Linked DNA regions of Sus scrofa: region 1 is linked to region 2. The links are chromatin contacts, called in public HiChIP or PLAC-seq maps. All regions are on one chromosome and are shown on one strand. Each heading gives the region's core, a stretch centred on a gene start, on an enhancer-like site or on the middle of the called end of the contact. The rest is flanking DNA. Distances are from core to core; before and after follow the strand shown. Region 1 overlaps STOML1 (stomatin-like protein 1). Region 2 holds the start of LOC102164231 (a long non-coding RNA gene).

Region 1 (6,269 bases), core at 566-3,065, 46 kb before region 2:
CCCGTGTTGCTGTGGCTCTGGCGTAGGCCAGTGGCTACGGCTCCGATTCGACCCCTAGCCTGGGAACCTCCATATGCCGCGAGAGCGGCCCAAAGAAATAGCAAAAACAGACAAAAAAAAAAATCCAAAAGTTTAATAACACACTGTGTTGGCATGGCTATGAGGAAAAACTGACTCTCAATCACTGATGATGGGAATGTAAATTGGAATATCCTGCAAAGAAGGCATTGGGAAATATTTTTTAAATTATAAATACTTTGACCTGGCAATTTCCCTTCTAGGACTTTTTAATCCCACAGATGAACTTCAACCACAGGTGAAATATCATATGTGAAAGGTTATTATTGCAACATTTGTTTGAAATAGCAAAACACAAAAAAAAATCAAAATGTCCATCAATGTAAACCAAGTTAAATAAATTATGAAACATCCATACCATGAAATCCTATGTAACTACAAAACTGAACAGGGAAAGTCTAGGTGTGCTAATATGGAAAGATCCTCAAGTTAAGTAACAAATCAACATCATGCCTGCTACGTCATTTGTGTTTTAAAAAAAAGACAAAACCCAGGAGTTCCTGTCCTGGCACAGCAGAAACAAATCTGAACCATGAGGTTGGATTGGTTGAGGAACCATCAGTTGCGAGTTTGACCCATGGCCTCACTTACTGGGTTAAAGATCCGGCGTTGCCATGAACTGTGGTGTAGGTCACAGATGCAGCTCAGATCTGGCATTGCTGTGGCTGTGGCTTAGGCCGGCAGCTGTAGCTCCAATTCAACCCTAGCCTGGGGACCTCCACATGCTATGCATGCAGTCCTAAAAAGCGTGCACGCATGCACACACACACACACACACACGAAACTCACAGAGAATAATATATATGGATTTTCTTATAAATGTATTTTAAAAAAAAACTCTACTGGGTCGCTCTGCTGTACAGCATAAGTTGGCAGAACACTGTAAATCAACTATATAATAAAACATTGTTTTAAAAAACCCACCTTCTGAAAGAATAACCAAGAAACTAATACCAGGGGATACCTGTCTGGAGGAAGGTATGGAAAATATGTGGATGGATTAGGAGTATGAGGGACAATTTTCATAGCATGCCTTTTCAATCTTCCAAAAGATTTCAGCCTTGTGACTGTGCCAGCTATTCGAAACAAAATACTTATTATTATTATTTTTTTTTTTTGTCTTCTGTCTTTTTGTTGTTGTTGTTGTTGCTATTTCTTGGGCCGCTCCCGCAGCATATGGAGGTTCCCAGGCTAGGGGTTGAATCAGAGCTGTAGCCACTGGCCTACGCCAGAGCCACAGCAACGCGGGATCCGAGCCGCGTCTGCAACCTACACCACAGCTCACGCAACGCCGGATCGTTAACCCACTGAGCAAGGGCAGGGACTGAACCCGCAACCTCATGGTTCCTAGTCGGATTCGTTAACCACTGCACCACGAAGGGAACTCCCAAAATACTTATTTTTAAAATAACATCAGAACAATACATTTTATATCAATATAGCATAATATAGCTATTTTAAGTATCATTATCCACCAGGTTATCTGGAGGAAAAAATATACAGGAAGTGCCCAGTGCAGTACAGGGGCCATACTTAGCATACAGTAACAGTCACTGCTTTTATCCACCCCCCGCCCCAAGTCCCTGCACACACCCCCCCCTCAGCCTTTGGGTTCCAGGTGCCCAAAGTGGAAGGGCCCAGCTGCCTTCTCCTCTGTGACCTCAGGAGGCCTTTCCCCTCTGCACAAAGTCTTTCTCCCATTTCCCTTCTTTCCGTCTCAAGCATCACCTCCTCAGGAAGCCTTCTCTGATGTACATCCTCTCCCTCCCTCCCCATGCCCTAGTCCCTTCAGGTCCCCCTCGTCCCCTCCTGGGGACTGAAAGGTCTGCTCAGTCCTGCAAAGGCTTGAGGCCTTGAACCTGTGGGCTCCCTTCCCTGGAGGGCTGGCCTCACCAACGAATGAGTTCTCCTCAACAGGATGCAGATATTAACAGCTGGCAGCAGCCCCAACTCTCCACCCACACATCTAGATGAGTTTCAGTTTCCCCTGGTTATGCTGATCCTCTGACACCCACCAAAGAGAAAAGAAAAATCTGAGTTTCAGTTTCCCGTAAAGTGTCACAAGGCCCTTGGGGCATGGTGTGCAGTAGCATGAAGGGAACAGAGGTGAAGGGCTCAGGCACGCAGCTCAAGGTCCAGCAGGGAGGGTGGGCACTGATGCAAAGAACTATGTCACAGACAGTGAGGAAAGGGCACGACGGCAGTCCCAGCACAAATGGGGAGCCCAGGCGAGAGAAAGACCATGCCTCACTCAGGCTCAAGGGTGGCAGGAATATGGCTAGCAGGGGTTGGGGGGAAGGCTTTTGAACAGGCAGCCCTGGCTGGGTGGCCTCCAGGGGAGTAGAGAGAGGACCAGCAGCCTGGGGCTCTGGCCCTCCAGGGAGGGGCCCTGGGGCTGAAACCTGAACCCAAGGGTGTTTGGTCTACCCTGAGAAGTCCTACCAGGGGCAGGCGCAAAAGGGCAGTGTGGATGCAGGCCGGTGCCAAGGTGGCTGGACAGGGTGGAGGGGGAAGGCCTGGTGCCCAAGGAAAAGCTAGAGGCTGTTCCTCAAAGAGGAGGCTCAGATTTCTGTGGGAGTTTTTTTTTTTTTTCACAAGCCTCTCCAGGAAGTGAGAGTCATTTCTTAGAACCCCACACATCTTAGGCACCCCCTTTTGGGGGGGTCCCTGGGGTTTGGGCCAGAACAGTGGCAAAACAGGGGTATTAGGTGACAGGAGCCCCCCAACCCTGCCTCTCATTATGTCATGTTTGCTGAACCAGCTCTGGCACACCCACACGCCCTCTTTCCTGGCAAAAGAGGAACAGAGAGCCCTGCTCCAGCCCCAGGGGCTCTGAGACCCTTGACAGGAAGGAGAGCTGTGGGTGATTTGAGAGCACTGTCAGGGCTTGTGTCACCCTTTAGAGCCTGGGCCCTGGTCTAGCAGCAGAGGTATCACCTCGGGGACCCTCCTACCCACCCCCATTACCGTTACATTCTCTCCAATACATTGTAAACACCATATTTATTTGAGGGTTTCAAACCTCTGGGAGGAAGCACAGAAAAGGGCAGGGCTCTCCTGCATGCTGCCCTGGGCCCTGGCCCCTAAGGCATGCAAGACAAGAGCTGGAGATGAGACAAGGCATCTTCAGGAGCAGGGCCAGGAGGCGCAGGCCCCACTCTTTCTTGTCCCCCTCATCCCTTGGGCTAGCCTGGGGCTAGTCTGCAATCAGCAAGGTGGGCCAGTCTGGTCCCCAGCTCCCTGCCACTGCAGGGACCTCCTCTGGGTGGCCACCTCCCCTCTCCCTCCCCCTCCCCCAGCCTCTCCAACCCCTGCTCTGGAGCCAGGGGCCCGAGCCACATGCATTGCTCCCTCACATTGAGACCAAACCAGCTGCTGTCAGGCTGTTTCTGTCACCCCTATCTCTCCAGTCAGGTGGCCAGCAGGCCCGAGCAGGCCTGGCTCTCCTGTCATGGTGTTGTGTGCCCAGTTTACGCTGGGCACTTGGCAGGGGACCAGGATCAGCAAAGGCTTGTCCAAAGAACCAAGTGGGTAAGAGGGGCAGGGCTGCCTGACCCGACCTCTCCCAGTCTCCTGTGTCTCCCAGCTCCACTCCTTGGCTCCTGCTGGGCCTGAAACTTGTCAATAATCCAAGGTGCAATGCCAATGCATCCTCCTCCAAGACGCCCCCCTGGCTTGGTGCTAGGCTCGGGGCTGGGCTGTGGCCAGTCAGCCAAGCCTGCTACTTCAAGGCCCTGAGGACAGCCTCCAGCTTCATGGCCACAGACAGGTCGCCCTTTACCTTCAGCCGCCCACTCATGTAGGCCCCGAGGGGCCGCAGCTCCCTGCACAACAGGGCCTGCAGGTCCTCCTCGGACATCTCCACCACCACGTCAGGGATGCCGTCAGGTGCCCCGTGTCCCACCCTCCCTTGCCCTGTGGGGGGAAAGAAAACTGAGCATTAGTAGGGGGACAGCTATGCTGCACGGGGGTAGATGGGGGCGTGTCCCACTGGGAAGGGTGGAAAATAGTGGTTAAGAGTTCAGGTTCTAATGCCCTGGGTTCAAGTCCTATTGGCTGTGTGACCACTCAGTTTCCAAACTGGTGAAATGGGGATGACGATAATCCTTACATCCCAGGCGCATGGGGAGAAGTAGGTGAGATAATGCACGAAATGCGCTCAGCACAGTCTGGCATGAGCAGGTCTGCAACATGGGCAGGGCTTGGTACAGGAAGCTCAGCCATCTCATCTGGGCTGTCCTGTTGCCAAGGACAGGGCAGGGAGACCAAGGCCTGGATAGTCACTGTCACCAAAGAGTGTCAGGGCCCCTGACCACTATGGGTTCACCCTGAACTGCTCGTAGGAGCAGGGCTCAGTCTGAAAAAGGACCATGGGGGCGGGGGCTATGAGCAGTCCGGGCAGAAGCGGGAGTGGGGGTGAGGGGGCAGCTGCACCTGTAGTGAGGTCCAGGAAGTAGATGCTCTGGGTGCCACCGGGAAGGATGACATTGAACTGGTAGCAGGCCCCAACCTGGCTGACCAGGGCCTCAGACAGGAAGGGTTTCAGGGCCATCAGCAGCCCCTCGGCCACAGGCTGTTTGGGGCTGGACCCGGCACCAGCGTGAGAGGCAGGCGGCTCAACCTCACTCACCATCTCCAAGGTATCTGCTGGGGGTGGCCGACAGGATTGGGGAGGGAGGGAGGCAGAGAGAAGGAGATCAACAGGCTGCCAAGGTCAGGCTCACTGTGGCCTCTGTACCTTCAAAACTCTTCCTCCTGTGTTCAAATTCCTCTTCCACTAAGAAGCTGCCCGAGTTCCATAACTCCAAATCCCATTTCTAAACTACCCCAGCCTTGAATTCAAAACTCTTTTCTGGATGCTGTTGCTTCTTCCCACAGAGAGGCTCCCAAAGGCCTCCACACCCTCAGGGGCCTGGACCCTTCTCCCTGCCTTACCTCTGGTCAGCTCCAAAACTGGGGAGGCCTGAAGAGCTGGGCAGGATGTGCACTGCCCGAGGTGCTTAGTGAAGGGAACAGGTAGCCTGTGCCGGACACCAAGCTGAGCACCCTGGTGAGCACCCCCACCTTTCCCTGGGGCTCCTCACCTGTACCCAGGAGAGGGGCACCTCCTGCCACTGAAGACAGGCCTCCTCCCAGGAAGTGGAGGGCCAGCTGCTGAAGGGTGCTGTCCAGGCTGGGCCCAGTCGGGCTGTCCTGGGGTGGCTGGAGCACGGCCTCCACTGCCAGCTCCACGCGGTCCACCTCCAGCCCCCAGGCCCTGGTCACATCGTTGATCTCCAGCTAGAGGATGGTGTGGGGAGAAATGGAACTCATTCAACAAACCTTTCCAGAGCACCTTCTTTAGGCAGGCTGGCATGGCCACAGCGGCACAAGAGGCACCTGGCCTGCCTTTGTGAAGTTCCCAGCCTGGGGTGGAGGTGGAGGGCACTCACCACCCAGCTGTGGGCAGTTGGTAGCGAGTAACCAGGAGAGGCCCTGGCTCACCTGCAGGGCCCAGGAGAGGGTGCAGCAGGTGGGAGGAGTGATGCCAGGAGCAAGAGGAGTTATCCAGGTGAAGGGGCATCAGGAGAAGGAGGACCCTTCCAGGCAATGGGAACAGCATGTGCAAAAGCTCATACAAGAGAACCTGGAATGCACTGCCAGTAACCACAGATCCATTTAGCTGGACCCTCAAGTGTAGGCTGGGAGACGGGAGACAGCCGAGGGGTCAGAGGCAGCTGCTCCTGCTCGCCTGGATTTATTCTGGAACACAAGGAGTCCCAGAAAGGAGTTTAGGAGGAAAGTGACAGAAGAGCTGTGCTGCCTGGAAAAATTCTCTTGGTTGCTATGTGGACACTGGATTGGAGGGACTGAGTGGAGGCAGAGACCAGGTATGATGCTGTTTCAAATTACAGGCAGAAATGATGCTGATGTGGTATTGGCAGAGGCAGCTGTGAGCTGAGACACACCGAGGAGAGGCACAGCCCTGAAAACTATATTAAGCTACATACCAAAGGACACTAGAGAATTAGAACCACTGGGCTTGTCAGCCCAGATGGCTGTAAAGAGGGAGGGTGGTGAGGAGCCGCTGGAAGACTCAGGTTTCTAGTGTGGGTGCCTGCACAGATCACGGATCACAGGTGTGCCCAGCAGATACACCCAGAGGAAGACACAGATGTGGGGGTGGGGAGGGGGAAGAAGGGTGACTTTTC
Region 2 (6,754 bases), core at 337-2,836:
CTGAGTGTCCCAGCCAGCCCACCGGTCTCCAGGAACAAGCTGCCAGCCCCCCGGGTGTCCGCCTCCTGTCACGCGGAGCACTGAGAATCCCACGCCTTCGCCACATCCTGCGTCTGCCCCTCAAAGTGTGTCGTGGCATCACATTGACTTGTCCTCCTGCCATGGTCCAAGCCACCACTCCTGCCACCACCACGCCTCCCAGCCATCCTGCCAATCCCCAGGAGTGTCCCACCCACCTCCAAAGGGTTAACGGCCAACCCTTCCGGGTGCGAGGGGTAGCTCGATCCCGCGGCCGCTCCCTCCGGGGCTCCCCGCATGTGGCCCAGTGGCTCCACAGCTTCTTTGCCCTTCCTCTCTCCTCTGTGCCTCCCCAGCTTGATGCCTCTGCCAGGGGGCACCTGGGGGGAGGCAGAGGAGCACCCCTGACTCTTGGGGCAAGAATCTCCCCTGGGGATTCTGGCAGGGCCCCCATGGAGAATCTCCAAGTCCAGGTCCCACTGGAAGGCCCTCCAGATGCATTTCCACCACCCCATCCTCCAGAGAGACCTCCCACCAGCATGAGCACCCCGCAGACAAGCCTCTAAGAGCCCCACGTGCCCTCCTACTCCACAGCCCTAACCCTGAGCACCTTCCTCTTGTAACCTTGTGGCCAGCACCCACCCCGCCGCCCGGCCCTGCACACAGTAGGCGCGCACTGCATCTTGTCAGGGAATGAAGAGCTACGTGGACCTCAGGGCAAAGAGACCAAGTCCTTCCCAGCCAGGGGGCCATGACTGATGGGGCCATTGCTCTCTACATCCTCCAGCCTCTTTTCCCCAAACAAGAAAGCTTCTCTCCCCCTTTGCACCTCCCACTGCCCCATTCCCCCACCCCAAGCCTTCCCTCTGGGCCTCTGCCGGGATGTGAGCCCACAAGTGCAAGGACTCTGCTGCTCCCAGGCCCTGGCAGGTGTGGCTACTCAATAAATACCTATTGAACCATCACCCTTGCAAACCCTTCTTCCATGACCATCAGATTCCCTGCTGGGCTTAGCTCTTCCTTTGTCTCCTGCCCGCACTGAAACCTGGCTCACCTGGGGGGCTACTGTGTCCCTCTTTCCCCCACACTCTGTGAGCATCAGAGGTGGGAGGTGGGGTTCAGGCCCTCTGCCTCCTGGACTGTTTCCGTCCCACCTTCTGGCAAGATCCCCTCTGCCTTTGTGGTTCCAGCTCTCTAGGTGAACCCCACTTCCCCCAGCTCATCTTGGTCATCCTCTCGCTTCCCCCCAGGCATCTCCTGCCTCCTACGTTTCCTCTCCCCACCCAGGTGCACCCTTCTTCCTGGGTGACTTCAGCATCCCCCACTCTGGCCTCACCTCGACCTTTCAGGGATCCCCACCCCATTCCCCTGCAGCCACATCCCCCTTTTCTCTCTGGACCTCACCCTTACCGAGAACTGGGAATCTCTAAACCAGCCCACTCACACTCTGACCACAGCCTCCTGGTCCTTGAGCTCTCAGTTGTCTCTCAGGCCTCTGCTCTCCCTTCCGGCTCCCTCTGCCCTTAACTTCCCTCCCACCAGCCAGCAAAGTCCAGTGTTTAAGCCAATCTTTCACCAGGATCTCCGGAGCCCTGCCCACCTTGGCCTCCGGTAGGCTGTCCTCCAAAGACAGCCCTGGAAGGATTCAGAGTGGCGTTCCTGCTCAGCTCTGCCACCTGGAGGCCAACTTCTGTTGGTGAGAAGTCCAGGCAAGTGAAAGCTGCAGGGACTGTCTGTCTCCAGGGCTCCCTGGCACTCCAGCCTCAGCGCTCACCCGGCCCCCCACCCCCACAGCTACTTGTGAGCTGCCACTCCCCTAGCCCTGCTCCCTCGTCCCCACCCTAGCTTTCAGCAGGTGACTGAACCTTCTGCCCTAGGAGAACAGATGGGACAGGTGGCATGGGAGCAGCCCACATCTTGCGTCACTGATGGCAGATTGACCCCATCACGTCCTTCCTCCGTCCCTCCTGGTAGGATGGTGGAGAGGGCCACCCAACTCTGGGACTCACTCCCCTTCTTCGGGGCCCCAGCCCTCCCACCTCCCTGGGAGCCTCGATCCATCTCCCATCCTCATCTGCATCTTCAAACACTCTCCCAGAGCTACCTGAAGAAAGCCTTGCCCATCTTGCCCCCACCCCCATCCCCCTCCCTGCATTCCCCTTCAGCCTTCACTCCCCACCCACCCCAGGCGCTCCCTCCCCACCATGCCTGAGCCCTGCCACCAGCACCAGGGTGACCTCCATGCTCCAGGTCCACTGGTCACCTTTAGTCCTAAATCCCCCCGAAAGACTCTGCTTTTCTTGGGCTCAGGAGGTTCCCCTGCAGCTTTGGCTGCTCCTCCTCACTACCCTTTCAGGTCTCTCTGTCCTTTTCAGTGTTGTTTTTCCAGCTTAGGTTCTAGGCTCTCTTTTTAGTCTGTGCACGCTGACCCTGCCCTCGGCTGCATCCACAGCCACTACAGGCTCCTGCCCGCCAGGCCAGTAGAGCCGCTGGCCTGCCAACATCTGCACTCAGATACCCCACAGAATCCTCAGACTCCCTTCCTCTCCTCTCAGCAAATCACCATCTGTGCGGTCACAGAGGCTGAGGCCCCAGAGCGGCCCAGGCCCACCTCCCCCTTTTTTGTTATTTCTCCCAGCCAGTCACCTGTTGAGTCTTGTCTTTCTTTCCATGTTCTAAATTCCTCTGAAATCTGGGCACTTCTTTCATCCCATAATCTTGATAAAATTAAAGCAAAACTGACACTGGGTGGAGACAAGACCAGGAAGGAAAGAGCGAGAGAAGGATGGGAAGGCCACTGCTCTCCCCAAACTTCCTGAGTGTTAGGGGGAGGCACTGAAAATGACAGCATTTGGGTGTATGTGTGGCAGGTGGGGTGGGGGGGGTCTAGTCCTCCGCGGTCAGCAAGGCCACTAGGTGATGTCTCAGGGTGACCAATTCAGGAAGGAGCAGCACATTTCAGATCACAAAGAATTAAATGATGAGAAGCAGCTGCTCACCTTTGCGACCAGAGAGAGCCAGACACTCCCTGCTTTAGTGGACGTGGTTTTCAGACACAGGTTTTAAAATTAACAATTACAGGAGTGGGATGCTTACTGAAAAAAAAATTTTTTTAAGAAAACAAATTAGATACCGCTAATTAAGTGCATCTCTCACCCACATTCTGTGCCCCCTTCCAGAACCCTGGTTCTCCCACAGTCCCTTAGAGGGAGGGGACGGTGTGACGTTGGCAGGGTGCTCCAGGCTCCTATGCCCTCCCCTCTCATTGGCCTTCAGTCTAGCCTGCCAGTGTGTGAGGGTTGTAAAATCCCAGCTTGCTAAGATACCACACTTGCCAAGATACCACACTTGCCAAGTGTACCTGGGCATGTAGCCCCCTGACCCTTGGGCTGTGGCTGTGTGAGTGGCTGGAATCCAGCCGTGGGGGCTCTGGCACAGATCTGGCATGCTGGTCAGGGCTCAGGGAGAGGCAGCTTGAGCAGGAGGGGTGCTCTGTAGGAGGCCTTCCCACTGCTGGAAGAGGCACTGGGGCTGTGGCCTTAGGGTGGAGGGGTGAGACCCAGGTCCGAGGCTGGAGACCTGGGGTGAGGAGGTGGGTCAGCCATGCCTCTGCCCTGGGCCCTGTGTTGGGATACAAAGCAGAAAAAAGATAGATGTTCTTACCCACTCTTGTGACAGATGACTCACTTCAGTGCCTGGTAGCAGCAGGACCTAGTGGAAGCAGCAGGGGGCCCAGCCAAGGGGGCAACCCCTGGAAGAAGTGGTAGTGGTGACGGAAGTGGAAGGGAGGCCTGTGGGGAGCAGCTGACCTGGGGAGGGGCCGTGATGCTGGTGAGTGTATCAGAAAAAGAAGCCTGTGCTCTGCTGAGAAGCTGGGAGCCACACCTGCTGGCGCCTAGTGGGCAGCAACAGCCTGCAGAGGGGCCGTAGGAGCCACAAGCTATCTAATGGGATGGCCTAGGTCACAGACAACATGCCCGCTCTCTCTGGGACCTTCAGACTTTGCAAAAGCTGGGGTTCTGTGTCTGCCAAATACAGCAGGGCTTGTGTCTTGCCAAATGGATCCCAGCTGTTGCTTACACTCGGCGCTGAGGATTCTTGATTAGCCTCATGTTGGATACTAGGTAGATACCGCAGGTGAGGATGGGGAATATTAAAGAGCTCGGCTCCCGTCTGATTTGTTGATGCTAAAACATGGTTGGTAATTAGGACAGGCATTCTCAACCCTGGCTGCACACTGGTACCACTCGGGGGGATTTACCAAGGACAAATTCCTGGGTCCCACCTAGAGATTCTAACTGACTTGGTCTGGGAGGCACCCAGACATCAAGATTCTGTTAAGCTGCTAATGCACAACCAAAGTAGAGAACCACTAAGTTAGGGGATTCAGTTGCACATGTGTGTCAGAAATGCTGCTCATTTGTGTGTGTATCAGCCGTGAACAGAGGTGACGTGCACATGTGGGAATAGGATCCAGGCGGGGAGAGGAGCCGCTGGATCTTTCCAGATGAACCCCTTAGACTTCTGGAAGGTGAGATGTCCACCCAGCTGCTTCCCATGAGCACCCTTGGTTCGGCCCTTACACCTGCTGTGTTGAGTTGGGATGCAGTTGATCTGCTAGGCTGACAGTGATGAAGTGAAATATAGCTTGTGAACCCAACTGCATGTGTGTCCTAGTTGTCTGTGTATTCTAAAATAATCCTGGGTCGCGTATGGCTCAGTCCGAGCTCATGCCCCTTCCCATCATCCTGATTATGGAATGAAGCAGAACAGTGGAGGCAGGAGCAGAAAGACATCCTGCACCAGAACCTCTAGGTGCTCATTCCATTAACTCTGTGTCTTTAGAAGATGTGTCAGTACTTTGAAGTCAAAGAAACACAGCCCATTAACCAAGTATCCATGGCTTACTCGAATCTTTCGAAGATGACTAGGCAATCCAACACCTAACTCACAGTGGTACCCACACCCTCCGGAGGCCCCTTCACTCTAGCACTCATTATCTCCCACTCCCTGGCCCTTCAAAGCCTTTCCCCACTTTTCACTTTCCGTCCTCTCACATGGGCTCTTCCACTCCTGTGCCTTCTGCTGCCATTCCCTTCCCTTCCCAGCAAATCTCAGGCTTTCCTGGACTCTTATCTTAGGTTCTGGTTCCTACCATTATCCCTCTCTGTGCCCCTCCCCATCATCCTGGTTATGGAATGAGGCAGAACAGTGGAGGCAGCCCTTAGTGAGCAGGAGCAGAAAGGCATCCTGCACCAGAACCTCTAGGTGCTCATTCTGTTAACTCTGGGTCTTTAGAACATGTGTCAGTACTTTCCAGCTGCGTTGCTGGGATTCAAGGCAGGGAGAGGGGATTCTGTTTACAGTTGACTAGAGTCTGGTGGAAGGCATTCCAGTGAGACCAGCGCCATGGAATAGCCACACTTGCTGGACGTCCCCAAGAGCAAGAGGAATTCAGGAGGAAGAGGAGTCAGGGCAAGAAGATCCAGCCTTCCCCCTAACCCCTTGACAAGCTCAGCAGAAAGGGGTGCCCTCTTAATAAGGGAGCCATCGGGGCCTTCAGTAAGTTCAGGACAAAAAAGGCTATTTCCGTGACTATGAAAGACAAAATGACCCTGGGACCATGGCAGCCTCCAAGGAAAAAAAAAAACCAAACAAACAAACCAAAACGAGGTTCTCATGGCCATCATAAATGACCCTGGTATAAAAATGGGGGAGTTGGCTCCAAAATGCAGTTGTGCTGCCCTCCAGGGAGCTTGACTCTTGGAAGAGAATATCCAAAGAGAAGACCGTGGCCCTGTCACCTAAACAGACACTGCCCGAAGGAAGACAGGCGGAAGCACTGAGGGCCACTGCAAGGGCTTCTGCAGTAATGTTTGGAGCAGAAAGAAGAAGGGAAAGTCCAGTGTGCCGTGTCGGTGGGTGGCAGAGAGGACTTGGCCAGGGGACGGCTCTGCAGCTGAGGCCCAGGGGAGGACATAGTGAGGGGAGTCCAACTCTTTCTACCAGCCCAAGCGTGAGAGCAACCCTGCCTTGTGAACGGGACAGGCGCTGGAAGGTTGGAGATGGCACTGGAGTCTCCCAGCTACAGCTGCCAACTTTAAGGAAGATGCCTTGGAGAAGGCTCCTTAACAGGCAGGTCGGGGAGCCCTGACAGCCAGACACTCAGACCAAGACATGCTAAATCAGCCAATCGAGGGTCCAGATACGTGCAAGGCATTTGACGACGTGTTTTGTCAAATGAGGGCCTGGGGGGGGGGGGTATAAAGTCCCAGAACTCACAGACTGCTCTAAGCAAAACTATGTCTGAAGAGACTCGTGGTGAATGTCTGTTTATATCAGTGACTAGGAGGAAGTTGGGGAGCCTGGGGCAGGGCTATGAAATGCAAATAAAGTAATCAGCCACTCCCAGGGAAATCAGCACTTTTTAATTGTCCTTAGAAAAGACTTTGCTCTTGGCTGAAATTTCTGGATAAAACAGAAGTTTTACCTGGAGAGGGCCTAAGAGAGCCTGCTGATTCCGCCCCAGGCCAGGGACATTAGCCAGACACCAAAGTTCAGGGAGGCCATCAGCCACCATGGGCAGTCCCTAAGGGGGAAAGATCCGAGGCCTGCTCTGGATTCTGTCTCAGCAGTGTCCCTGTGGCCCTGGCCTTGTCACTTCCTCCTAGTGTCTGGAGGATGGCATTCACAGGAGGTTCTGAGCAGGCCACCAAAGATGGAACGACTGGCTTTG

The links. HiChIP or PLAC-seq counts read pairs in DNA pulled down with a chosen protein or histone mark.
Region 1: a contact with region 2 is called in an H3K27ac HiChIP or PLAC-seq map of alveolar macrophages. The contact joins two enhancer-like sites. A contact is called at or near these places in 2 of 5 promoter capture datasets (liver and skeletal muscle), 28 of 47 Hi-C or Micro-C datasets (adipose tissue, alveolar macrophages, blood and 14 more) and 2 of 2 datasets of contacts at active chromatin or transcription factors (alveolar macrophages and skeletal muscle).

What each region holds. Positions count from the first base shown.
Region 1 is chr7:59,458,002-59,464,270 of Sscrofa11.1, reverse strand. It overlaps STOML1 (stomatin-like protein 1), which reads right to left. Exons shown (of 8, transcript XM_021099072.1): 6 at 5,163-5,358; 7 at 4,513-4,725; 8 at 3,063-3,993. The coding sequence ends at 3,800. Among named protein-coding and RNA genes, the nearest start is that of PML, 11 kb to the right of the region's middle. Within about 2 kb of position 1,815, at least 40 of the 83 cell types and tissues checked have an H3K27ac peak or open chromatin away from gene starts, as enhancers often do. A contact at or near this core is called in adipose tissue and alveolar macrophages, where this site is marked.
Region 2 is chr7:59,411,518-59,418,271 of Sscrofa11.1, reverse strand. All of the region lies in intron 8 of PML (protein PML), which reads left to right. It overlaps LOC102164231 (a long non-coding RNA gene), which reads right to left and starts at 5,928. Exons shown (of 3, transcript XR_002345833.1): 1 at 1,429-5,928. Within about 2 kb of position 1,586, at least 33 of the 83 cell types and tissues checked have an H3K27ac peak or open chromatin away from gene starts, as enhancers often do. A contact at or near this core is called in adipose tissue and alveolar macrophages, where this site is marked.